2 separate regions of the Triticum aestivum genome follow, and region 1 is linked to region 2. A link is a contact called in public Hi-C data. All regions are on one chromosome and are shown on one strand. Each heading gives the region's core, a stretch centred on a gene start, on an enhancer-like site or on the middle of the called end of the contact. The rest is flanking DNA. Distances are from core to core; before and after follow the strand shown.

Evidence for each region. Hi-C and Micro-C count contacts between places; a contact is called where the count stands out from the background.
Region 1: a Hi-C map of an unstated tissue shows a contact between it and region 2, with 7 times the contacts expected there. The contact joins the enhancer-like site here to the promoter of LOC123060595 in region 2. A contact is called at or near these places in 4 of 5 Hi-C or Micro-C datasets (leaf and an unstated tissue) and 1 of 1 datasets of contacts at active chromatin or transcription factors (leaf).

Annotation. Positions count from the first base shown.
Region 1 is chr3A:116,067,295-116,071,064 of IWGSC CS RefSeq v2.1, reverse strand. No RefSeq gene overlaps it. Among protein-coding and RNA genes, the nearest start is that of LOC123060595, 210 kb to the right of the region's middle. Within about 2 kb of position 2,049, at least 1 of the 8 cell types and tissues checked has an H3K27ac peak or open chromatin away from gene starts, as enhancers often do.
Region 2 is chr3A:115,854,335-115,858,150 of IWGSC CS RefSeq v2.1, reverse strand. It overlaps LOC123060595 (probable serine/threonine-protein kinase PBL18), which reads left to right and starts at 1,342. Exons shown (of 4, transcript XM_044483370.1): 1 at 1,342-2,155; 2 at 3,118-3,816. The coding sequence starts at 3,419.

The DNA of each region.
Region 1 (3,770 bases), core at 800-3,299, 210 kb before region 2:
ACCACATATTTGAGTAACAAAATGTTAATACATGTCATCAAAAGATATTATTGAATCAAACCTGCAGTGCGCACGACGCATAGCGGACGATATCTGCCCGACATAGCATATCAGTGTGTCCATGCGTATCATCGAAGTTCAGATGGCTGGAGTAGCGATCATGCAGCTGTCGTGCATGTTATTTATCGTCCGCAAAGCAGTTTTGTTATTGCATTCGTATTTGAATGTAATTTCTAAAAAGATATTTTTGCTACACATAACTTATACTCCTATGTAAAAATGTCAAAAAATGTTTTATATTTTGATAAGGAGCAGGTATTTTGTTAGCTAAATTATAGTCAAAATGTGATTAAAAATAGGAAGAGCATGGACGAAGGTAGTATCGGAGGAGACTAGTAAACCAGGACAAAGGTACTATTAGCTTAGCTTGGTCTTATGGTCGTCTAGTTCAGTAGTTAGGGGCCGTTGACTATGTTTGCCTTATATTGCCACATTATTTTTGCCACACTTTCCATACTTGCCTAACTTGAATTGCTCAAATTGTTAGCCACACTTTGGCTTGCCTAAGGGAATTTTACCACAATTTTTGTGTCTATGACATGTAGGGTTCATTGCTCAATTAAAAATTCTTGTCTTAGGTGTGACTAGAACCAAACACCCACCTAACTTGATCAAACTTGCCTAAGGCCTTGTACGGTTAATCCTCCTCCCAAGGGGAATGAAGAGGATTGGAGGGGATTTGGCTTGTAGAGATTTTAATCCCCCTCAATCCCTGTCAATACCCTTCAAAATCCACCTCAACTGAACAAGGCCTAAAGTGAGGTGTGGCAAACAAAATGGTGATGAACCTGAGACCGCTGCACTCCACACTCGGGGATTGGACGGTGCATCGGGCGGTTGACGCGCTAGCTGAAATCAGCCAGTTGAATCAAACACTTCTAAAATACAACGGTGCTAGCCACCGGGCTGGCGTTGAGATTCTGTTCATGTAATAGGGCGGGTAGTAGTTGAGGCAAAATAAGTCCGGATCTCACTATTTTTTTCCTAGATGTTTTTTTTCCTTTTTTTCTTGTTGTTTTTTGTTTCTTTTTAACAAAATCCATTTGTTTCTTTGATTTTACTTTTTCTTCTTGTTCATTTCGTTTCTTTTTTAGTTTCATTTTTGTGATATTCTCTTTTTTTGTCTTCATTCTATATTTTTTGTGTATCTCAACCACATTATTCTAATGCATGTTTAACATTCTTTCAATACAAATTTAATATCTTCTAATACGTAATCAATATTTTTCAATACACATTTTTTAAAAATCAAATAGAAGATTAACTTTTTTGTATGCATGGTCAATATTTTTCTTATACACACTTAAAAAAATCAAATTCTCGATTAATATTTTTCTAATACATGATCAACAGTTTTTGTATGAACATTTAACATTTTTCAAATGCTTTATCAAATTTTTCAAATGCAAGATTAACATTGGTCAATATTTTTTGTATACATATTTAACATTTTTAAAATGGTTTATTAACATTTTTTAAATACTTGTTCAATATTTTTTAATTCTTGATTAATATTTTCATATACATGACCAAAAGATTTCATCATTTCATTAATACATGGTAAAAAAAATTCTATCCACATTCAAAAAATTTCAAACACTTGAATAACATTTTTGAAATACTTGTTTAACATATTTCATATGATCATCTTTTTTCACACCCATTGTATATTTTTGTATACATTTTTGGTATGCATGGTCAACATTTTTTCTATACACATTTAACATTTGTTAAATGCATGATTAATATTTTCAACATATTAATAAAATTAAATTTTTAATATGTATATTTAGAATATTTGGAAGTGTAAACAAAACTAAATAAAAAATAATTCAGCTAGTGAAAATAAAAGTTCAAACAAAAAAGAGAGGCAGTGGCCTCGCGTGAGATGGGCTGGCCCATTGATGTCGCTGCCTTCAGTTAGAGCAGACTCTGTCTCGCTTGAAGCGAGACATAGTCGGGCCCTATCAGTATCTGCCAATATTTAGAAATTTTGTGTGCCGCCCTCTGCGAGTGCTAGCATGCCTCGCCTGCAAGTCGCAGGTAGGACAGTTGCCCAACCACAGGTCATTTTACTTTTTTTTCTTTCTGTTTTTCATTCCGTTTTTGTTTTAGATTATTTTCCTTTTTTGGTTTTCCTTTTTTATTTATGTTTATATTTCTAAATATACTATGTAATTTTCTAAAAGAAATGTTAATGTTGCATTTAAAATGTCAAAAGTTTATCTAAAAATGTTTTTGTTGTATACAAAAAATGTGTGATGTGAATAAAAAAGTAGAAAATGTTAATCAGGTGTATAAAAAATATCCACCATGTGTACAGAAAAATATTCATACATTGCAAAAAAATGTTTGTGTAATTCATAAAAATGATTTCTACATAAAAAGAATGCATGTTACATTTGATTAAATGTTATCAATTTTTAAAAATGTGACAGGAAATTTTTTTAAAAAAGTTTTTATAATGTAAAAAGGAATTTGCATAATTCAGAAAAAAATATTTTTATCATTAAATAACTATTTGGCATATATTTAAAAATTGTTTAACATTTATTCAAAACATGTTCTTGTAAGAATATTAACATGCACTTGAAAAATATTAAACAATTCAAAATGTGTTCGATGTATATGGAAAATATATAATATGCATGAAAAACAATAGAACATCAAAATGTATATTAGAAAAATGTAGACATGTGTTCCAAAAAGAGGTGGGTAACAGTAGAAAACAGGAGAAAGTTGATGAAAACAAAAGGAAACATAGAAAACGAAAGGAAAAAACAAAAATGAAAATGAAAAATAAAATACAAAGAAAAACCGAATAAAACAGATAAAACCATAAAAGAAACAAAAATATCCCCAAAAAAACAGAAAAACAAAGTGGCAAAAAGGAACACGAGCGACCAGGCGAAGCAAATGTAGACTTTCTTTTTTTAGCGGTAAGCGAATGTAGACAGCGACATCATGCGAGCGAACAAACACACTAAGAGCATCTCCACTCGTTCACCCCCTAGTGCACCCGGCGAATGCGTTTTTGCGTTTGCCCCGGTGGTTTTTTCGCCCTGGGGGCGATCGAGTTCCTAGCCGCGCCCGTTTCGGCCCCAGACGCCCAGAAAAATCAAACTTGTCTTTCCTGCTGCCAAAAAAACGCCACAAGTTCAGCGATCACCATGCCACAAGTCGGCAATCATCCTGCCACAATTCGGCAATCAAACATGCCCGAAAGTTCGACAATCAAAAGGAAGGAAGCATAGACACGGAGCGTATCAAACGGCGGGCTCCTCTGGAGTGGGACTGGTCGGGGTCGGCGTGGCTTCTATGCTCGTCGGCGGCGTGCTCGGCGTCGGTGTGGCTTCGGTGCTCGGGCTGGTGGTCGGCGTCGGCACCGCTTCATCGATCGGGCTGGGCATCGACGTTGTTGTCGGCGTGGACGTTGGGGCGATGGTCGACGTCGGCCCGGGCATCTGGTTCAAGACGAGGTCGCGCTCTGCCAGGTACCATGCATTGACCTCCTCATCCATTGTCAACATGTCCTCTCCATCAAGAATGCCAGGTCGGTCTTCCTCTTCTTCGCGGCGATGTTGGTCCTGAGAAGGTCGAGCTTCACGCCCTGCTTCGTCATCAACGCCGACCACCGCGCGTCGGATTTCTCCTCCCTCTTTGCGATGTTGTTCTTGGCGTTGGCGATGCACCGCTCGATCGATGATTGC
Region 2 (3,816 bases), core at 93-2,592:
CAACCCCTAAACAGACTTTATATATACATGTTTGCTATTGCTCGGCGCAAATGTCTCACTATTTTTGAAGGTCTTCACAATAATCATTGAATACAAACCTTCAGAATTTTCTCTCTGATTATTCAAATTTGTGAGTTTGTCGGCCTATGGATTTCTCTTTAAGATGTGCATCTTGACCCGGCTACTCCAGATGCCATCACATGGACGGCTTCGGCGATTGGTATCTACTCCGCGGCTTCAACCTATAGGGTGCAATTTGAAGGTGTGTCGATTCCTTTCGAGGCACACAAGATTTGGGAGGCCAAAGTTGAGCCAAAGTGCAAGTTGTTCGTTTGGCTCCACCTTCACCGGAAAGCGCTAACCGCGGATCATCTTGTTGTCCATGGTTGGCCTCACGAGGAGGTTTGGAGTCTGTGTAACACCGAATTTGAAACAAACGAGCATCTCTCTCGGGGATGCCTTTTGGTCCGAAGCGTTTGGGGTATCGTTGCTGGCTGGTCCTCGATCATGCCAAGCTCGGCCCCGGGTTTTTTTCCATGCCCGAGGACTGGTGGAAGAAGAACATTCGAGGCGGAAGCACTTTGGCAGGGTGTTCATTTATGTGTGTGTGGCATGTATGGAAAGAGAGGAATCAAAGGCTTTTCCAGAACGCCTCTTTACAGGTGTTAGATGTTGCTTACCTCGTTAGGGAGAACCTTGTCCAGTTGGGTTTAGCTATGGCAATGGCATGTAATTTCTAGAGCTTTTTAGTCTTGTAAATATCTTTTGTACACTTTCTGTTTTCCCATGTCTATATGAAACCTGGCAGAGCGCCTGCCTTTTATCGTCAAAATAAATATCAGCCCAAGGATGAATACACGTTACAAGAAAAAAAAAGAGAATCATGACACACACATAATCCTACATGAGCATGAGCACAAAAATTTCTCGCAGAAGCAGAGGTCGGCAACATCCCGTTTCCTTGCAAACCTTCCTAGTCTTATGTTGCATGGACCCAAATAAGCCGTGTCAAAAGGACGAACAATTGAAAAAATTGGTCCTCCCTTTTTGCCATAAACAGTAAGCTACAATGATCCACCAATTCCCACTCTCCTCACAACCCCTAAACAGACTTCACAAATATCATCATTCAGCCTAAAAACCACCGCAGCCTCAGAAAAATTGCAGCTACACTAGTACTGTGCATTTTACAGAAAAAGAAAGCATTAAGGATTATGACGCGCAGAATCCCATCCTTAGCTTACGAGGGATCACCATCACCATCACCAATAATGGCAGCAAAGAATGTGGGGAAGGGAAAAGGAGGGGTCAGGGAGGCCGCCGAGGAGAAACGCCCGGCTGCTTTCTTCGTGCGGAAAGGGCTCGACATTCTCAACCCCGCAGTCCCTCTCCGTCCACCTCCGCCCGCCACCCCACACTCCACAACGGACGAGCGAGCCAAGCCCGGCCCTCCCCTCCCCTACCTCACCTGGCTTGTCTCTGCTGCGGGCATTGACTCCTCCTCCACCTCCACCTCCACCTCCACCTCCAAAACTGACTCCTTTCCTAATCTTGCTGGACAGTTCTCTGTAGTCTGTATCCCCGCACATGCCACCGTCGACACCTGTCAGCCCCACCACCGGGTCGCCCTAGCCGGTGCGGCGGTGCCCCTCTGCTGCCGTGCCCCCCGGGGACTTCCCGTATCGCGGACGGGTCCTCCTCTGAATGCGGTTGGGGTAGGAGAGGTAGTATAGTATAGATAGAAGAGCCGTGCGCGCTCGGGAGGGGAGAGGAGAGGAGAGAGGCAGGAGTCCCGGGGCTGTACGGGGAGCAGCGTACCGCGTACGTACGCGCGCCCCACCGGCTGGCTACACGGCACGGGCCACCGCCGCGCGCGAGGGAGGAGGACAGGGTGTCAGCGCGGCCGGGCGGGCGGCCGGGCCCCTTTCCTTTCTTTCTGGTGCGGGCCTTGAATGCGTCGTCCTGGCTGCTGATATCCACCCGCCCGCCCTCCCGGACTCCTCGGCCGATCAGATTCGGTTCTGTTACTCGAGCTCGCCGCGGAAAGAGGGGAGGGGATAAGAGGGAGGAGGTTGGGACCTGAACCTGCCAGCAAGCCAGGCATTCTGATCCGGATTCGGCTCCCTCAACCTCCCGGCCGCCTCGAGGAAGGAAGGTTGGTTGGTTTCTTGCTCCTCCTCCCTCACGTCTCATCTCATCTCGGATTATTGTTTTCTCCTTCTTCCGCTTCTCTCCGGATGCTCGTTTGGAAAGCCGTCGGCTGTCTATCTTGGTGTGTCCGTAGACGTGAGCTCGGCTTTCGGTGCTTCTCGATCGAATTCATTCGTCTGACAAAGGCAAGTTCGCTGTTTGTTTGCGGATCCTTTTTCGCCGGTTACTAGTGCTCAAGTTTCTTCGAGCTCTCTGCTCCGGATTGCTTTACCATTGTGCTCATAGTACGCCTCGGGTTTTCGATGCCGTTACTGTGCAAATCTGTGCGAGGCCTGCGTCTGCTTTCGGATCATTGCCTTTTGGATTTCTCCGGTTTTTTTTGCCTAGATGAACTTCTTTTGCCTACCCTCCATTGTCGAGTCGAAAAGTTCAGGTGCTGTTTGCCGAGTCTGAACTTATCCTGAGATGTTCTCCGGTCGTGGTTTGGGAAGTCATAATACCGGCGGGGTGTTCGGATTTAATAATAATCTTGGTAAAAGGAATAGTAGATCTTGCTTTGCGCGTTTTCATTTTTTGTCGCGAGAATTGTTGCCCCATAATCTGACGTCTCGTTGCGTGAAAAGTCGATGTCTTCACTAGAAAATCAAATGGTCTGGATGATGCTTGTTCGGGTCATAATTTTTGCTCCTGCAGTTTCTCTAATGCTTCACTGCAATCCAACTGTCAAAAAACCGCGTTATTCCAACTGCTCGTGCCTGTATTCTGCTAATTCTTGAGAAGAAGTCAAATCATTATTGATTTACAAATGAGTATTCAACTATGAATGCCCGCCGATAATGATCAATATTGCTTTGTTTTTTATTCGCTGAACAGGACATTTTATATAAGCAATAATTGCCCGTATAATACTACCGGTTGCGTACCAAGTTCAGCTCACAATCTTTTCTTCCTCGTGTTGTATTTCAGGATACTTGAGAAGGCCAGGCTGCCGCGGGTTCTTCAGCAAGATTCAGGGATCTGTTTGATACTGAACAGACCCTTGACCTCTTTGTGCATCACCCATCTTTTTTACAACTTGCGGCAAGAATTTGGCAGCAAATGGGTCGAGGAATCGCTGCGATTCCTGGCCTAAGGTCTCCCGGCGGCGTTTCTTGTGACTTCTGTTCGAAATTTCACTTCAACATGTGGTTCATGCTAATCCAAGCTTCCAAAGTTGGAATCTGATCACTTGTGACAGCGTTTCCCCGTGTTCTTAGTTCCCGGCAATATGGACACGGAGACCTCCTGGGTTAGGAGGACTAAGTTTTCGCACACCGTCTACACAAGGGTTAGTTCCCATGGGGTGCATGTGGCTCCTCTTGGCAGGGATGTGGAGCAGAGACTTCAGAGGTTTGTGAGCATGAGTAAGTGTGTGACGATGCCCATTGATCGAGGCAATGATGAAACAGTGGCTGCGCTGAAGCATACTGCTAGTTTGCCATCACTTCGAGCCTCACTTCAGCCTAATGAGAAGAAGGCCAGCAAGCAGAAGATGAGTTTGGAGATTCCTTTGAGCCCTCCGGCAAAGTCTGAGAAATCCAAGGCCCCAAGGGCGAGGAGCCTGGTCAAGAGCCCAAGCTCGATGATGCTCCTTAGCTACTTAAATAATGCACACACAAGTCAGGG